Regions from separate parts of the Mus musculus genome. Here region 1 is linked to region 2. The links are chromatin contacts, called in public Hi-C maps. All regions are on one chromosome and are shown on one strand. The core of a region is the stretch at or near the end of the contact, and the rest is flanking DNA. Distances in the headings are between cores, read along the strand shown.

What was found. Hi-C and Micro-C count contacts between places; a contact is called where the count stands out from the background.
Region 1: a contact with region 2 is called in a Hi-C map of muscle stem cells, with 2.3 times the contacts expected there. The contact joins two enhancer-like sites. A contact is called at or near these places in 1 of 39 promoter capture datasets (hippocampal neurons), 10 of 484 Hi-C or Micro-C datasets (B cells, bone marrow-derived macrophages, cerebellar granule neurons and 6 more) and 3 of 9 other capture datasets (adipose tissue, embryonic stem cells and pancreatic islet).

What each region holds. Positions count from the first base shown.
Region 1 is chr4:63,313,524-63,317,876 of GRCm38.p6, reverse strand. It overlaps Col27a1 (collagen, type XXVII, alpha 1), which reads right to left. Exons shown (of 61, transcript NM_025685.3): 39 at 4,136-4,243; 40 at 3,151-3,204; 41 at 2,262-2,315; 42 at 493-549; 43 at 337-390. Among named protein-coding and RNA genes, the nearest start is that of Orm1, 29 kb to the left of the region's middle. Within about 2 kb of position 1,661, at least 81 of the 459 cell types and tissues checked have an H3K27ac peak or open chromatin away from gene starts, as enhancers often do. A contact at or near this core is called in muscle stem cells, where this site is marked.
Region 2 is chr4:62,876,045-62,880,454 of GRCm38.p6, reverse strand. No RefSeq gene overlaps it. Among named protein-coding and RNA genes, the nearest start is that of Gm25391, 61 kb to the left of the region's middle. Within about 2 kb of position 1,419, at least 39 of the 459 cell types and tissues checked have an H3K27ac peak or open chromatin away from gene starts, as enhancers often do. A contact at or near this core is called in muscle stem cells, where this site is marked.

The DNA of each region.
Region 1 (4,353 bases), core at 412-2,911, 440 kb before region 2:
GTTGCTTCTGCTAGGAAGACATAAATGGGGAAACTGAGCCAGCCCCGTCCCTTCACCCCCAAGAAGAAGTCATTACACAGGACCATGCTGGAAGGAAAGTCAGCCAATCTGTTAGTTGTGTGGATTGTTTCTGTCCCCAAAACCTTCAGGAGAGGACCCTCAGGAGAGTCTGGGTCTTTCCTTCATGGTATTAACCTGGTTTCATAGTGGGCTGCTTTCTGCTCCTTATGACTAGTGAAGAAAGGCAGGCAGAGGCAGGAGTCTGTGTCCAGTCCAGACTGGCTTCCCCTTTCCCACTATCTCTACACTCCCCAAAGGTAGAGCTCTGATACTTACAGGGTATCCAGGGTCGCCTGGCTCCCCACGGTCTCCTCGATCACCCACAGGACCCTGAAGGACAGGGGCAATGGATAACCATGAGCCACCCATTCCATGGGTTCTCAGCAGCCTAGCCCTGACCCGCAGGCCAGGGGGAACAGAACGGGAACTTACCCGATCTCCTGGTGGCCCAGGGGGCCCCTCGGTCTTGCCATCCTCGCCCTGGTCCCCCTGTGGACACCACAGAACCAGCATTAGGCAAAGGCCACTCTGGGAGTTAGTGAACTGCAGGCGGGAAGGTGCCTTCCTCAGGGATGAAGGCCAGCCTCCGTAGGCAGGCAGACTGAGACCAACGGTCAAAACTACCATTGTAGGTAATAGTGGCAACAGTGTCCACATGCCACATGGACACTTAGGGCAGGCTGAAAGAGGAGCAGAGACTACAGTGGAGACCTGCGGCCACGGCAGGCCACCTTAGGCCCTGGCCCAACTGTAGGATGAGTTCTTGGCAGCTTTGCAGATGGCTGAAATGCAGCTGCACAGGGCAACGGGACCTCAAAGTCTCCGGTGGGCACTTGAGTTGACCAGACAGTCTTTTGTTAGGCATGCCAAGATTCATTTTATATATTGTCTTGCAGATTCTACAGCAACCCTGCAATGTTTCCCTCACCCCCACTTTATAGACTAGGGAAAGGAGGCGGAGGAACCTTGTGACCCCCTCGCTCTGGCCACTGGTATAGACAAAGGATCCTAGCCACAAGTACAGACTGGACTCACACTCTGGGTCGAGTTCTGGCTAGAGGAAGAGGGCTCCGCAGCACCCTTTACCTGCTATCTGGGAGCTGGCCCTTACGCACCAAGAGGCTGGGTTCACCCACCTGCTCTGTACAGCAATGACAGGGAAATCCTGGGAAAAGAGCAGGACTTCCACAAATCTCCCTTGCAACCCATTCCTCCCCCCAGCCCTGGCCAGTCTGTGGCCAGCTGTTCATTGTGGGGCACTCATGAGCCACAGAGCAACAATGAGCTATGCATGTGACAGCAGTCTTACTGCATTATGTCACTTAGTGATGTCATGGCCCTCTACTGTATGCCAATCCACATTGTGGGGATTGCCTCTGACCCTAGGTAGTGGCACTTGGGGTGCTGTCTCCACCTGGCCCCAGAGTTTGTGTCATCCCTGGCAGCTTTATGATGGCTAAGGAGAGCAGAGGGTCTGAGTGTGCTCCCTACAGGCTCTCAGGGACCATGCCAGGGCCTGGGACGCTAGACTTGTAGATCTGTACTCATGCAGGCAGGAGGAGGGGCTGGAGGACAGCACGCCAAGTCAGTGTGACTCACCACAGCGGGACTTAGTTAGTGGGAAGCTGAGTCGGCAAAAGAAAGGACGGTTGGGGAGGCCAGGGACAAGGAGGCAGGGATGCAGCCTGCTAGGAAGCCTTCCAGCCACGAGGAGGGAGAGGACCGGAAGGAGGAGGAGGAGGGAGGACAGGGGAACCCAGAGTTCTGGTTCCAGGTCTACTGGGCATTGCTGGAGATGTGACCCAAAAGCCATTCCTTATACCTTCGGGCCCTCATGCGCTCCTTGCTGTGAACAGTGTTCACACCCAGCCCAGCTTTCCCTGCTGCACCTCCCCATAGTTTCTTCCAATTCCAGAGCCCTAATGGAAGGGCACACATCCCTGGGGCCCTCCTCCTGAGCCTTCTCCTTCTTCTGTGTCCCTCCTCCCCACACTGAGTGAGTTCTCCCTGTGTAGTTCCAATGTCCCTTTCACAAGCATAGGGGAGTAACAGGGACTTGGTGGTGGCACAACTGTTCATTTCTGCCAGGTGACCCTAAAGCCATGAGTGCAGGGATACTATGTCCTGCACCATGTGACCCCATCCCCATAGCCCCAGAGCTGACCTTGACTCTAGCTACTGCTTAAAGATGCAATACCTACCTTCTCGCCTTTGGGCCCGGGAGGCCCGAGGGGTCCTGTGATGCCTTTGTGTCCCTGTAGGCAAACAAAATGGAGGGAACTGAAGAGAATTTGAGGATATGAGAGACAGATGACAAAGGACGGGGACTCAGAGACGGGGACATGGGACAGTATAAGAGGATCCCACCCCCGCCCTGCACCTCTCCGGGCCCTGGTTTTCCAGATATGCCTGTTGATCCCAGACACACTTCCAATCCTGTGCCAACTTAGATAATAGAGCCCTACTGTGGTGCCCTGGGGGCAAACTGGGGTCCAAAGGAGGGGAAGCTACCTTGGCAGAGTTATGGGAAAAAGCCATCCTGCTATGGCAGGCAACTCTGAGCCTCTGTAGTCCCTCTAGAGTCCTCCCTGCCTCTCTAGTCCTCCATCCCCTCTCATTTGTTCTTTCTTTTCTCCCTTCTCTCTCTCCTGTCTGTCTCCTGCAGTCCCTGAGTCTGGCAAAGGCCACTGAGGCTGGGTGTGGTCTCCACTCCCAAAAGCACTAAGCTGCCAGACCTGGCCTGCGCATGTGTTCTCTAACGGCTCTGAGCCCTCATTCCTTTCTAACCAAGCCTGTCCTTTCTGAGCCTTCATCTCCTGGATGTGCATGGAGGTTCTGGGAACACGATGCTCTCTCTTTAGGGACCTGCACCCGACCAGCAGGGAGCCTCTAGATCTCCAGTGGGTACTGGAACTCTCTCTGCCCCATCACTCTAATTTTACCCTTGCCTCCACCCAAATCTAAGGGTCCAGGAGTTCCCTGAGGCTATGGGACCCACATCGCCCGTCTCTGGTGAGAAGGACTGAGTTCAGCATGCAGGAAAAGTTCCAGAGGGTGAGGAGGAGATTCCCCTAAATGTGTGTCACTTACATTATAACCGGCCAATCCTGGTTCTCCTTGGGCTCCCATCCGTCCTGGAGCACCCTAGAAAGAAGAAGACCCTTGTTGGTATATAGTACACTTCCCGCAGTGGGAACATGATAGTGACTCCTTCCCCTGGCTCCAGCCACTCAGCTCAGCAGCCTTGCACCTATATGATATCTTGAACCAAGGCGGACAAGGTGAAAAGCAAGAGGCCTCCTCCCAGGCCCCTACCTCCCTAGCCCTCCCTACTCTATGCTCCCATGGTTTATAAAGATGTAGGTGACATTTTTTCAGACCCTTAATAGCTGTCTGAGCTCAGCTGCTATTACTGCTTAAACTTCTGAGACTTCCTGTTAAATAAGTATTATTAAGAAGGGGCCTTTTCCTACTCTGCTTCTTCCAGCAAACTGCTACCCATGTTTGCATTACCTGAGCCTGGATTCCAGGCAAAGTGCCATCTAATGGACACTCCTGTGTATCTCCCCAGCTTTTACCCTGTGATGACACACATCGCAGGAAGCCACCACTGAAAGCTTTCATACCATATGAAAGGGTACTACTGCTCCATTTGCTCAGAGATGCCACGACCCTACCTCTGCTCCGCGATGGTGTCCTCTCTCATCTCAGCTCTCATACACGTGGATCTCTGCCTCAGGATAATCTAGCAGGGCCCTAGGACTCTCTCCCAGCCACTCAGACACCTGCAGCCCCTCACCCTGTTCCAGGGAATCTGGATCCTTCTTCCCTCAGGGATTTGATCACCCAGTGTCCATTCACAGAAAGCACCAGGGACCTACTGCAGCCTGTAGTTTGCAAGATGTGTTTTGCCTGCCATGACTGTGTATTCAAGGCTGTATCCTTGGGGAGTTCAGAAACGAGGTGCCTTGGGACATGAAACCTAGGGATTCTTTAACAGTGGGGTGGGTGGCTCTTATAGGGAAGCTAGTACCCCTCCCTATTCGTGTGCTCTTCCCTCAGCCCGGATCCTTACCGTTGGTCCTAGGGTGCCCCGGGACCCTTTAGGACCTGGGGTCCCAGGGGGCCCAGGTTCTCCGGGGATGCCCATCTCTCCCAGATATCCTTGGTGGCCCTTGGCACCCTGGAGAGAGAGAGAGAGAGAGAGAGAGAGAGAGAGAGAGAGAGAGAGAGAGAGAGAGAGAGAGAGAGAGAGAGAGAGAGAGGATCAGCCTATGGCTGCTGGCCCAGGGA
Region 2 (4,410 bases), core at 170-2,669:
TTAACTAATTATAGAGGTTACCAGGGAATGGGGACAGAGTTAGGAGAAAAGAACCCATTCAGTTCGGCTCATAGGACCACTCTGAACTCCAGAAATGTCACAGCTCAGCAGATTGCCTGGAAGCCTTAAGGAGGTGTTTGCTGATGTCCTCTGTGTCTCATGAGAGGGGACCTCACTGAGGGTGCCAAGCTGGAATAAAACATATGGCCCACAAAGGACTTTAATGAAGAAGATGGAGATGATGTGGTGGTCCTTAGTCTAGAGCATCCACCATGGACCGGGTGGAATGGCAGTTCCCCAGTGAGTGGAGAAAGAAGCCACTGAGGAGCCAGTGTGGTGCAGATTCCCAAACAAAAGTTTATGTCAAGGATCTGAAACTACTGGGAATATGAATGTTGCTAGTAACGTGCTCCTCACTCTGTGTTCAAAGGCCCTGGAAAGACTGAATGCTGGGATTGGTGCCCTCCTCCACTGGAGGCAAGATCCTAGTCTCTGCAGGGAGGCAGTGGCAGCAGATGCTTACTCAGCCTCCCTTCATAAGCCCTCTTTACAAAATCCATACTGTTTAAACACAGCTAGTTCCCAATATAGGTTCCGCGGGCAGCTGTGAGAGCCCCATCTTCCAGCAGGGGAAACTGAGGCCCTAGAGGTTAAACGGTTGCCCAACATCATCCTACTTGCAAGCTCTCTGGGGATCAGCCTGCTCCATCCCACACCAGCCCCTCATCAGGTTCACTCTCCAAGACGAAGCCAGACATTCAGTATTTTCTCGACTACCCAAGATCCACATGACCCAGACAATTCCCTCTTTTGTGCCTCAGTTTACCATTACAGTATAGACTAATGATCCTTACTTCCTAGAAGTGTTATAAGAATCAGTGTGATCTTGGATACAAGGTATGTGATACACGGTTCATTTGTTGTCAGTAAATAGTGGCTATTAATAATCATAGCAGCATAACTATATGGAGGGGATGGCTCTCCAGACACCACAGTGGGGTCACTTAGGCCTGGGCTTTTCTTACGGTCTGAAGTGTTACATACAAGCCCTTGTACTATCAGCTGCTGAGTGCTACTTTGGGGGCACTTTGGAACTTTCATACATGGGGCCTAGTGGAGGACAGACACTGAAGGTTATAATCAGACCCTGGTTCCCATTGCCTTCTGTGCTTCCTAGTGCTTTATGGTCCAAATAGCCTCTGTCGCATGCAGAAACCACCCAAAGCTGTTCTGCCATGCCTCTCCTACAACAACAGGCTGAATCCATGGGCCAACATAAACTGTTCCTCCCACACAATACAGCAGCATTAGAGCAGCCAACTCTCTTGGTTTGCCAATCTCTAGTCATCACGGGACCTAAACTGGCCTGTCTCCATAGGGCTCCCTTGCTTGCCACAGTGCCTGGCAGAACTTACTGGATACTTCGCTGATGACACAGCTCCTCATTTAATTGTCACAAAGCTTCATGAGAGGAGCCTAGTCATCACCCCCACTGGGGAAGCAAGAAATGGCCTAGGAAGCTTGGAAATCTCACTTTAAAGCCATCAGTGAGAATAGGCAAAGATCGAAAGGCTAATTTTCCTTTCCCAGAACTGGTCCCAGCACAGCTTTGTCTAAGAAACCCTCCTGGACTCTCTCCTCTACCCCACCACACATTGGGACCTCGTATGGCTGCCGTTGCCTTGCTGCTGGCTAGACATACTTCCAGCTCAGGACTTCTAATGCCCAGCTGTTTCTCTGCAGCCTAGAGTAGGCCTGGCCCCAAAGCCCTCAGTGACAGGCTCAGTGGTTTCTGAGAGAACTCGCTGACATGGAGAGTGGCTGGGGTCTAGCCAGAGAGTTCAGGACTAGAGCATTTACCGTGCTAGCAAACAGAGGGAGGGGCATGGGAAGCTGGGCTTTCCCTGGTGAGGGCAGGTCTCTCAAGGACCACAAACTGCTTGGGCCTGTGACTCTAAGTCCCGGGGAGGCTGAGGCAGGAGGACTGCAGGTTCAATGCCTACCTAAGCTATAGAGTAACTCAGTGACCCTGTCTTAAGAGTTCAGAAAGAGGCTGTGGCAAGAGAGAGCTTGCCTGGCATGTGAGAGGCCCTGGCTTCCATCCCAGCGTTAGAAAGATGAGGAAAAAAATCTCCACGTTCCCCGACACACCTCAAAATGCTTAAGCACTTGCTCTTTCAGGGGGCACAGGAAGGAGCCCTGTTTTCCCTTGGGTCACATCGCCTTCATGTGCTCTGTTGCTGGTGGGGAAGCACTTGGCCTGTGGCTTCAGAAAACACAGCACCAAAGAACCCAGCTGCTAGGTCAGTCGTGAAGCAATGGGGCTGGTCACCCTGATTTAGTGTCTGTATCCATGAGGACGAGGAGGGATGACATTACAGGGAGCACGCAGAATACAGTCCTCCCTACCCCCAAGATCTCAGGGTGGGGAATGCTTACACATCCCCTTTCCGATTTGTAACCAAATGTAGTTAGAGGATGAGCACTTAGTGAGGGACTAAGTCAAAGAGACTCTTGTCACATGTACTTTCCCTTGAGCTTCTCACATCAGAGTCTAAACCTTGGCTATCAAAATAGAAAGAGAGAGAGAGACAGAGACAGAGAGATAGAGACAGACAGACAGACAGACAGACAGACAGACAGACAGACAGAGAGGTGCATATGAAGGTCAGAGGACAACTTCCCTGTCACAATTGGTTCTCTCCTTGCTGGGAATTGAACTCAGGCTGTGTCAGTCTTGGCAGCAGACGCCTTAACCCAGGAGCCTGTCCCCTGTGCTCAGATGTTAATTGTTTAGGCTCCTAGCCTTAAAATCCAGGAGGAGGTTGGTTTCTCACTTGAGTCATGGAAAGTCCTAGGTTCATGTTCTGACTTAGACTTCAGTCCCTCAAGGGAAGAATCTATTAAATGATTCATATTTTAATCTTTATCCACTCTAGTGCTGATTGAGCCCCTGACATGGCAGCATGAAAATGGTGGCCCCTGAAGTGTGGGGCAGTCTTAAGAGATGACTGAGAAAATCTACTTCTCACCCTGTGCCTTGTGGTATATGTGTGGCAGATGAAGATTAGCAAAAACGAACCTGGTGACAGAAAAAGTTATGGTGATTAGTCATCCCTGTTTGCCTAGGACTTGCCTGGGTAAGCCAGGACTGGCTTAGTGGCCTCTGATGGCTGGGATGAATGGCTGTAGCTGACCGGCCAGGGTGGCTGGCCCTGAGAAACTCTGGATTATTTCATTTAAGCTTCATGGGAGCCTGTGAGGTGTAATAATTACTCCCATGGTAGAGCCATACGCTAAGGCCTTAAATCAGGGAGCAGAGAGGACTCAGCAGCTAGGAGCTCACACTGTTCTTGTTCTCGACCCGAGTTCAATTCAGAGCTCTCATTCAGGGAGCCTCACAACCGCCTGTAACTCCAGGGAAACTGAAGCTGCTAGCCTCCTTGGGTGCCTGCTCTTATGTGCACATACCTGCACACACACACACACACACACACACACACACACATTGTGTTAGTTAGGGTTTTACTGCTGTGAACAGACACCATGACCAAGGCAACTCTTATAAGGACAACATTTAATTGGGGTTGGCATACAGGTTCAGAGGTTTAGTCCATTATCATCAAGGTGAGAGAGCATGGCAGCATCCAGGCCGGCATGGTGCAGGCAGAGCTGAGAGTTCTACATCTTCATCTGAAGGCTGCTAGCAGAATACTGACTTCCACACAGCTAGAATGAGGGTCTCAAAGCTCACACCCACAGTGACAGACTTCCTCCCACAAAGCCACACCTGCTCCAACAAGGCCACACCTCCTAATAGTGCCACTCCCTGGACCAAGCATATATAAACCATCACACATACACACACACACACACACACACACACTTATGTGGAGGACAGAGATCAAAATTAGGAATCTTCCTTAACCAATCTCTATCTTACCTTTTCTTTTTCTTTTTAAATATTTTACATTTATAAACCATGGGTGTGTGTGCACATGTGTGTGTGTATATGTGTATGCACGTGTTTATGTGTGTGCCATACATGGGCACACGTGCTGTGGTGTGCTTGTGGGGATCAGAGAACAGCTTTCAGGAGTCTCTTCTTCTACCACATGGTCTCAGAGACAGAACCCTTGGATGCAATCGCAAGCGCTTTTACCTACTGAGCTATCTCCCAGCCTCACCTTATCCTTTGTGACAGGGTCTCTCACTGAACCCTTTCGACCGGCCAGAGCTCTAGGGAATCTGCCTGTTTCTTCTCGATACTGCTCTAGGCTCCTAGACATGCACCTGAGCACTAGCGATCCAAACTCAGATCCTTATGTGTGGCAGTCCCGTTAGTAACTGAGACATCTCCCCAGCCCCCAAATACTGATTGTTAAGCAAGAAATGACTTGTTTTTCTACA